Regions from separate parts of the Mus musculus genome. Here all the other regions are linked to region 1. Evidence: chromatin contacts called from public HiChIP or PLAC-seq and promoter capture Hi-C data. All regions are on one chromosome and are shown on one strand. Each heading gives the region's core, a stretch centred on a gene start, on an enhancer-like site or on the middle of the called end of the contact. The rest is flanking DNA. Distances are from core to core; before and after follow the strand shown. Region 1 holds the start of Prickle1 (prickle planar cell polarity protein 1). Region 2 has its middle 80 kb from the start of Gm41386. Region 3 has its middle 63 kb from the start of Gm41386.

Evidence for each region. Promoter capture Hi-C pulls out the DNA fragments that hold promoters and counts their contacts. HiChIP or PLAC-seq counts read pairs in DNA pulled down with a chosen protein or histone mark.
Region 2: a contact with region 1 is called in an H3K4me3 HiChIP or PLAC-seq map of the SCID.adh cell line, with 12 read pairs. The contact joins the enhancer-like site here to the promoter of Prickle1 in region 1. A contact is called at or near these places in 13 of 39 promoter capture datasets (the 3T3-L1 cell line, 3T3-L1-derived adipocytes, the HPC-7 cell line and 9 more), 1 of 15 datasets of contacts at CTCF or cohesin (the NIH/3T3 cell line), 2 of 484 Hi-C or Micro-C datasets (nephron progenitors and uterus), 11 of 115 datasets of contacts at active chromatin or transcription factors (the NIH/3T3 cell line, the SCID.adh cell line, SST interneurons and 7 more) and 1 of 9 other capture datasets (embryonic stem cells).
Region 3: a contact with region 1 is called in a promoter capture Hi-C map of hippocampal neurons, with 4 times the contacts expected there. The contact joins the enhancer-like site here to the promoter of Prickle1 in region 1. A contact is called at or near these places in 13 of 39 promoter capture datasets (the 3T3-L1 cell line, the HPC-7 cell line, the SN4741 cell line and 9 more), 5 of 484 Hi-C or Micro-C datasets (the HPC-7 cell line, the P5424 cell line, nephron progenitors and 1 more), 11 of 115 datasets of contacts at active chromatin or transcription factors (the NIH/3T3 cell line, the SCID.adh cell line, SST interneurons and 8 more) and 1 of 9 other capture datasets (embryonic stem cells).

The regions. Positions count from the first base shown.
Region 1 is chr15:93,594,519-93,597,222 of GRCm38.p6, forward strand. It overlaps Prickle1 (prickle planar cell polarity protein 1), which reads right to left and starts at 1,384. Exons shown (of 8, transcript NM_001033217.5): 1 at 1,176-1,384.
Region 2 is chr15:93,791,468-93,794,171 of GRCm38.p6, forward strand. No RefSeq gene overlaps it. Among named protein-coding and RNA genes, the nearest start is that of Gm41386, 80 kb to the left of the region's middle. Within about 2 kb of position 1,309, at least 9 of the 459 cell types and tissues checked have an H3K27ac peak or open chromatin away from gene starts, as enhancers often do. A contact at or near this core is called in the SCID.adh cell line, where this site is marked.
Region 3 is chr15:93,774,039-93,776,742 of GRCm38.p6, forward strand. No RefSeq gene overlaps it. Among named protein-coding and RNA genes, the nearest start is that of Gm41386, 63 kb to the left of the region's middle. Within about 2 kb of position 1,398, at least 19 of the 459 cell types and tissues checked have an H3K27ac peak or open chromatin away from gene starts, as enhancers often do. A contact at or near this core is called in the P5424 cell line, hippocampal neurons, stem cell-derived neural progenitor cells and 1 more, where this site is marked.

The sequences.
Region 1 (2,704 bases), core at 134-2,633:
CAGGCAACAGCTGAGCTCACACATCTGGAGCTAGAGGAGGGCAAACCTTTGCAGCCCTCACTCTGTCTACACCTTGAGCCTGTCTGAAGAGACAGATGAAGTTTCTTTCGTCCGAAAGTACATTAAAAATATCTGATGGCGAACCATGTCAATTATATAACATCAGCGCAGACACTGCCTTCCCAAAGCGCTGATTAAAACCAGGCGGCAGACAGAACTGTTCAGGGACAGATAGGAGATACAATTTCATCAAGTATAATTTGTCATTCATAAAACCTACCCTAAAAGCCACAAATGCAACATTCTTTTTTTTTTTTTTTTTTTTTTTTTTTTTTTTTTTTTTTTTTTTTTTTTTTAAACAGCACAAGTGCACTTGGGCTCCGCCAGCGATTTTTACACATGCTCCTTTTAGGCCGGTTCGCGGTGCGTTCTTCTCCTTGATCCTGGCTGCAGTTCTGCCTCTGACACGTTTTAAAACCAGGAACCAAGTGCGTCAGGCTTAAGACTCTGAGTCCTACAGGGGCGGGCTGGGACTCAAAGCTGTGCCAGCCGTCCCCACGACCTCCCGGGTACACCCCCCGTCTTCAGTCTCCCGAACGCAATCTGTGGACAATTTTCCCAAAGTCCCAAAAATAACACGGCCCTGCCAATAGTCGTTGGCGATGCCGTTTGTTTTTCTTAGAGGGCAATGAAAACTCAACAGCTTTCTGCTGCATCCCGAGTCCCGCTCCTGCTAATTATTAACAGACCTAGTTTCTTCAACTTTTTCTGCCAGAAGGGAGGACGTCGCGGCTCCCCTCCTCTCCCACGGGCGAGCTGCGTGCAGAGCAGGGGTCTCCACCGAGGGCAGGCTGCGGCTGCCTCTCCAGGGCAGGCAGCCCTTCCCGGGCACGCTAGGCGCCTAGTCTCCCCGCCGACGCCAGTAGGTGACAGGCGATCCTCAGCCACTCACCCTCGCCTCCCCGATCTCGCGTGGCCGGGCTCCGGGCCATGCAGCTGGCCTCGGCGCAGGGGGAACCTGGCTGCCACGCAGCACGAGGGGGCCGTGTGCCCAGCCTCTAGGCAGCCACAGCCCAGCAGCTCTTCTCGTGCGGTCCCCGCGCTCCCAAACCGCCGGACGTCCCACCCCGCGCCGTGACAACGCGGCCCGAGCCGCGGCGCCCCTCGCCACTCACCCCACGCGCGAGAGGCGGCCGCGCGGTCCTCGGCGGTGGCGTTGAGAGCTGCGGTCCTCCGCGTCAGGCGCGCTCCCGCGTGCGCAGCCCCGGGAGCGTCCGCAGCCGGGCCCGTAGCGCTGCGGCCGCGCGGTCCAGGTCAGCGCAGGCGGCGCGGGGCTTGCAAGGTGGTGGCGGCTCCCGGGCCGCTGCTCGGCTGCAGGCGGAGTGCGCGCTCCAGTCCCGGCCGCTGCAGAGCACCCGCCCCCGGCCGTCGCGCCGGCGCCAGCGAAATCCCGGAGCGCGGACGCAGGGGATCCAGGCGGCTCTGCGCGCCCACGCGCACAGTGCGGGGCCGCGATCCCTCCCGCGAGGCAGCACCGGCCGGGCTGCGGTCTGCAGGCCCGCCAGTCTCCGCCCCGCCCCGCCTCCGATTCTGTGCCCTTTTTAATGCTGTTGCCCAGGTTCAGCCAATAATCCAGATGGATTGATTGCCAGATAGGAAAGGTGAAGGAGAGGAAAAGGCGAACCCAATTTCCTCTGATCAAACACTTTGATGGGGTCCCTATTAGGGTTCCCTTTCCTTTGGGGGCGTGTACAGAGGGCACGAGTTAATTAAACTCTGAATTCCTTCCGGAGCTCTCGCCTCTGATAAACCCACCTGGACTCGATCCTATTTTGTGTAATTCCCCAGACTGGCCTTACTTAAGTCAGCTCCACAGCCAAGGGGTGAGATTTCAGATCAGGAAGGCCAAAGTGATCGTTTCAAGGAAAAAGCCTGAGGGTTACAGCTGAGGACCCTCGAGGACCGCGGTGTCTGGGGCCAGGACCAAGTTAGCAGGGTGCACTAGATGCAGGGTCCAAAGCCTTCATTCCACCATGAGGATAATTTTTCATTGACCAAGCCACTCTCCGTGTTTTCACTGTACCCGGTTCCCAGGGCTGGGCTGGGCTGGGCTGTCAGGCTCAGTCGCCCACGGTCAACAGGGACTCTGGCTGTTTCAAAGTTCTGCCCTGACATTTGCAGGGCCCCTTAAACCTTATCCTCTTACCTTCTCTACTCCCGGATCTGTGGAATGGACACTATGATCCCATATCTCAGAGGGCAGAGCCCACTGCAGCTGGTAATGACAACTTGACATGTGTCCCTACAAAGCTGGACCTTTGTGGACCTCCCTATGTCTTCTAAACCTTCCAAGATGCTGAAAGAAGCATCCTCCAGGACGAGAAGGCTTTGAGTGTTGCGAGTAGAGAGGATGACCTTGATTGATGGATTTGTATCTCTTTGAGGATAACCAAAGCTGACCGACCATTTTAGGACTTTCTCTGGTAGCAAGCATTTTCCATTTCTTTGGTGGCGAAGCAAAGAGAGCTTCGTTAAAAATGAAGCCAATGGATTACGAAGATGTAAAGTGACGATAACTAAAGTCAAACGAGGGAGCTCCAAAGCTAGAGTCTGTTTTCCTCACCTCTTACTCCTCAGTCGGTTAACATCCTGGATGCTACTGACTGGCACAGGCTGCTGCTATTGAAACCCTCTCCCTCGTGAC
Region 2 (2,704 bases), core at 59-2,558, 200 kb after region 1:
TTCATCCAACTTCTTTAATTTTTAAATATTTTTGATGAATTGATCAAAACATTACAGTCAAGGTTAACAGAAGTTCAAATGAGTTTCTGACTGAGAAGGGGTTAAAGAGACTTTTTTTCCATTTAGCCTCAAATTAGCATTCTGGAATGTGAAGAATGTTTTAAACACACTCAAGCACACACACACACACACACACACACACACACACAGGGCTGGGGCTGTATATTATAATATATGGTAACTTTTTAAAATGTTAGGTTTCATATCACATCACACTGGAAATTAAGAAACCCATTGTTTGAAACTTCAGCATTTAGATCCTTACTTAAGCACTAGTTATGGCTGATTTAAAGACAGAGGTGGGACCACTAAAGGCCTTGCCTGTGATGTGAGTCTCTACTTCTGTTACTTTTTATGATGGCTTGGATGAGCCAAATTCCCAAGCGTTGGTCTGAAGATTTAGGGCCCACGTTGCTATTTCCTTTGGACTGGCAGGGCTTGGGCTTTAATTTCTTGGAAGACAGAAGAAAAAGAAAAACAGAACAAACAGAGCTACAAATTGTTTTTCAGTCTGCCCCTTGTTGAAAAGGCTCTTTGATATTAAGTAGGTTTCAAGAACTACAAATTCCACCGTGGAAAATTGACTCTGGGTCTTTAAGAAGATGAGGTATAGTTGACGTTTCATCTCAGAATCTCTATTGGCTGTTTAGCATGGCTCCAGGAGGGAGACAGTGATTTTTGTAGGGAGATGGAGTTTTTTGAGGGAGCAGCTTTCTGGGGGATGGGCAAGCTGGTTGTGCTCGCAGGCAATGACATAGCCCCACAGAGCCTTCCATCCCCACAAGGCTCCTCATACGCCCCAATTCTTCGCACCTGGAAACTCCCGTTTCTCTCTATTTGTGTGGTTAGGCCACTGTAAACTGTAAAGCTGCTCTTATATCTGTATCTACTTCTAAGAAGCCTGGACAGAAGTCTTGGTCACAGTGTTGGTGACCCACAGCCATAAAATTATTTTGTTGCCACCTCACTACTATAATTTTGCTGCTGTTAGGAATCTTAATATGAATATCTGCTATGCAGTATATCTGATATGCGATCCCTGTGGGGGGAAAAGTTATTTGACTCTCAAAGGAATAGGGACATATACATTGAGAACAACTGCTCTAGCCTCAGGCTCTCAAGCGCTGGGTTTACAGGTGTGGTCGTCAGTTAAAATGCTATTCTCAGTCACGGGTTAATTGATCTCTTCCAACCAACCCAGCTCTAAGATGCTTTCTTTCTGAAAAATGTCAGCCAGCCAGCAAGCAAGGGCCAAGCAACTGGTTTCCTTCCCTTCTGGTTTTGACAAGAGATGGCTTGATAGATAGTCCATGCAGCAAGAAGGGGATGTGGGCAGTGTCGTTGATGAAAGCATCATCTTTTCAGGATAAACGTGTGCTGTGTGCCTTATGTTTGTTTCTGCCCAGAGTTTCTCTTATAAGTTAGGTGATTTCGATTTTTCTGATAATAGAACAGAAAAAAAAAAAAAAACAAAAACCAAACCCAAACAGTCAAGGTGGCTCATGGCAGCTGAGAACCCCAGTGTTAGAACGAGCAAGGATACAGAAATCAAGACAAGGAGTTTGTTAGATAGAAGCCTGCCTATGTCAGTACAATGGAGCCTTTCAGACATACGCCTATACCCTCAGGCAAAAATCTATGAATAGTCCCAAACATCTCTCACTCCATTGGAAAGCTCATTTAACAGTGTTATAGTTATTTAATTACATCTCAAGTTCAGGAAGATATTGGAGCGCAGCAGACAGCTTGGGCAAAGACCGAAAAGACTGAGACCAAATGTACTGTCATACCTGAGATTGCTCCTTTAATATCTACCATCTATCAATCATTTATCTCTGACCTAGCTATCATCTGTCAATCATCTACGTATGTGCATATGTATGTATGTATCTATGTATGTATTTATCTATGTATGTGCATATGTATGTATGTATGTATCTATGTATGTGCATATGTATGTATGTATATATCTATGTATGTATGTGAGTATATATGTATGTACATGAGTATGCATGTAGGTATGTGAGTATGCATGCATGTACATGAGTATGTATGTATCTATGTATGTGGGACTATATGTATGTATGTGTGTATATGCATGTATATATGAATATGTGTGCATATAATTGTATGTATGTGCATATGTATGTATGTATGTGCATATCTACTTATTTTGATCATTAGCTGTCCATCATCTATTATTGATTCAATTCTTTTCTGTGGAATTAGAAAGCTTTACAGATTTCCAGTAATTGTATACAGCTGGTATGATATTTTTCCAGGCTAGATATTGTTAGAATATATGTTTATGTTTGGATTTTAAAACATCTTAAAAAAAAGAGCTACCTTTTTGAAAAAATGTCAGCAGTAACTTTGATCATTGATCTAAAGAAAATACCCTTTGAGATAAACCTGCTATAGTGTGAATCCGCCAATCATGAATATAAAAAGCATGGATTTTGTGTGTAGTGGGTGCTGGGATTCTAGGGGCAAAGGCATACACAAATTTGAAATCAGGTCTTGTAATCTTCTAGTTAACAATTTTGCCAGTGGCTATGATGATTGATCTTGAATGCCAGTATGATCGAGCTAGATAAATGTTGGGGTGACCTTTTTGTGCACTCTGCAAAGGTTGGCTTTCTAT
Region 3 (2,704 bases), core at 148-2,647, 180 kb after region 1:
ATGATCTGGAAGTGTAAGACAAATAAACTCTTTACTTCCTAACTTGCTTTTTGGTCACGGCGTTTTGTCTCAGTAATAGAAACCGTCACTAAGACGAACGGACTTGGGGATTTGTTTGCGGAACTATTGTTTCAATTGAAATGAAGTGGAAGGAAAATAATCGCCCTTCTTCAGCGTTCTATCAATGGTAGCCATTATGAGAGAAACAGTTTTCATGGATTTAATTAGTTTGCATCCCAGATGTTAAGTGCTTTCAGCTATTGAATTTATAGTTTATTTTTATTCAAAATGGCTTTGAAAAAAAAATTTCCTAACCAACCTCACTTTTTGCCCATTCAGGAGGTATTTATTCTATTTTTTTCTCCCCTTCCTCCCTTTCACACTAAAAATGACTATTCTTTGTCCTTTGTCTGCAGCTAGAGCAGGCTCACTGTATGCCTGTCTAATGAGGAAATGGTCACAGGGATGTTGATGGCAGTCAGACCCCTTCACCACTGTCGGCCTTCTCTGCTTGGTGACAAAGACTCTGGGCTGTGTCTGTAGCACACGTGTTCCTCTGATGGCCTCATTTAGGATACTGTTGAAATAAAGCTTGCTACAGCAATGCCCAATGGCACGACTCATAATTAGTCTGAATAACATTTTCCATTTTAAACCCTGATTTTTTTTATGGGATTTACTGCTTGGCCCATAAAATCTCGTTCTAAACCGAGACCTGGCATAATTTTTAGCATAAGCAAATATACCGTAGCTATAAATCACGAGCTCCAGTCTTGACCCTAGAAGGTGAAGAGCAAGCTCACGTGAACCAAGGCAGAGGCAACAGGCTTGGGTGAGTGGCACAGGGTCTTTGATGTCGCTAGTGTTGCTCCCACGCTGCCCAACATCAGCAGCCAACTTGGAACAGGGCAGTGCCATGATGATTCAGAGAACGGACTCCCAAGGAACACGCATCTTTTTGGACTTGTGCATGCGTACACAGGTGTGCCTAGATCATGAACCGATTAATGACTTTCTAGAGAAGACAAGAATGGCGTGAATTAGGGCACCTTTCCCTTTTGGACTTGATATGGCATGATATGAGGCTCTCTGAATAAAGTTCTTAAGGAGGGATGGTATGTTTTGTGATCAAACATGCCTGGTTGGAATTCCAGCACCTGTTTTTATGTCCTCCGGGTCCTTCCATCACTGAAAGACACTGGCCGTCAGCCACCAGAGTAAACATTCTTATTTCAAGTCCTTTACCCAGGGTCAGATTTTGCCCTGTGCTGCAGTGGCTCTTCAAGCAGGTCCCCCGAGCAGCACCTGTTGCTCTGCAGCTCATTACAAATGGATACTGGGACCATTCCCAGGCTCCGCTGAACTGGAAACGGTGGAATGATGCCCAGAAATCTGTCTCTTAATCACTGATTCCGATGACTGCCACAGTTAAGAACCACTGGTGCGGTGGCTTGGACGAAGTGCCCTGAGATCACAGAGACTTTTGCCGCAGCTCAGATCTTGAATGACTGACTCCCAACTCCTTTGTGTTCAAGGCATGCCCTCAGCCTTTAGTGCTATTGGGGGTGGTAGAAATTTTACGACATGGGCCATGTGGAAGGAAGTTAGGTCACAGAGACACTGAAATCCTATTCTTTCTCCTCCCTGCTCCTGGCTTCCTAGTTGCTCATCGTGAGTAGCAATCGTGCACCCCCATGCTCTTGTCCTGAAGTACTGCTGCACATTACATAAAACCAACACAGGCTGTGCACACACAACCCGGCTCTATCGCTGGGCTCTCTAATCTTTGGCACTCTTTAACCTCCCTGACCCTCAGTTGCTTTAGTTATAAAATGGACACAATAATAAAGAATGTGAAAATAAGCACCTTATAGAGTTTCTAAAATTTATTTATTTACTTATTATTTTTTTGAGCCAGGGAATTTTGGTTTCTTTTAAAAACACAGAAAGATTATAAGAATACGTTTTCGTTTTAACCCCAAGTGGGATGGATGTGGGGCTGCTTCGGGTTGTGAGGGCAGCTGTTGGTGATGTGCCTCGCGATCTAGCAGAGGCATGTTTTTGCCAGCTGCAGATAGTTTTTGTGATTGTGTGATGTTTGAAATTCTGGGAAGGTTTCAGGGGGCCTATAAATGAGACCATGAGCGCTAGGGCCTCAAGACATGGGGTAGATGGTTGTTGGTCTTTCAGAGGGTTTGGTTTCAGTTTGTTAGTAGTTGAGCTCAAAGAAGAAACAAGAAGAAAGGAATTAGATTCAATTAGACTCAAGTCTCTCCCCCTCTCCCCTCTCTCTCTCCCTCCCCCTCTCTCCTACCCTTCTTTCCCATTTCCTCCTAAGGTGAGACATGGGGGGCAGGATAAAGGGTGGGGAAAAAAGAAACTCCAGAAAGTAGCAAAATCCATCTACACCAGCCTCTCATTTTACAAAGCCCTGGCTGGCCTGGAACTTGCTAGGCTTGGCTGACCTTGAATTCACAGAGAGACCCACCTGCAACTGCCTCCCATGTGGTGGGATTAAAGGTGTACACAAGCCACCATGCTCTATCTAACATTTATATTTTACTATGCATACAGCAGATTTCCTTCTAGAATTTTCACATATACTTGGTTTTGAAGAATCCTCCTCCTTCTCTTCCCACTCTCCCTATCCCCCTCATCCCCTTCTCCCCCTCCTCTTCCCCCTCCTCCCCTCCCTCTTCCCACT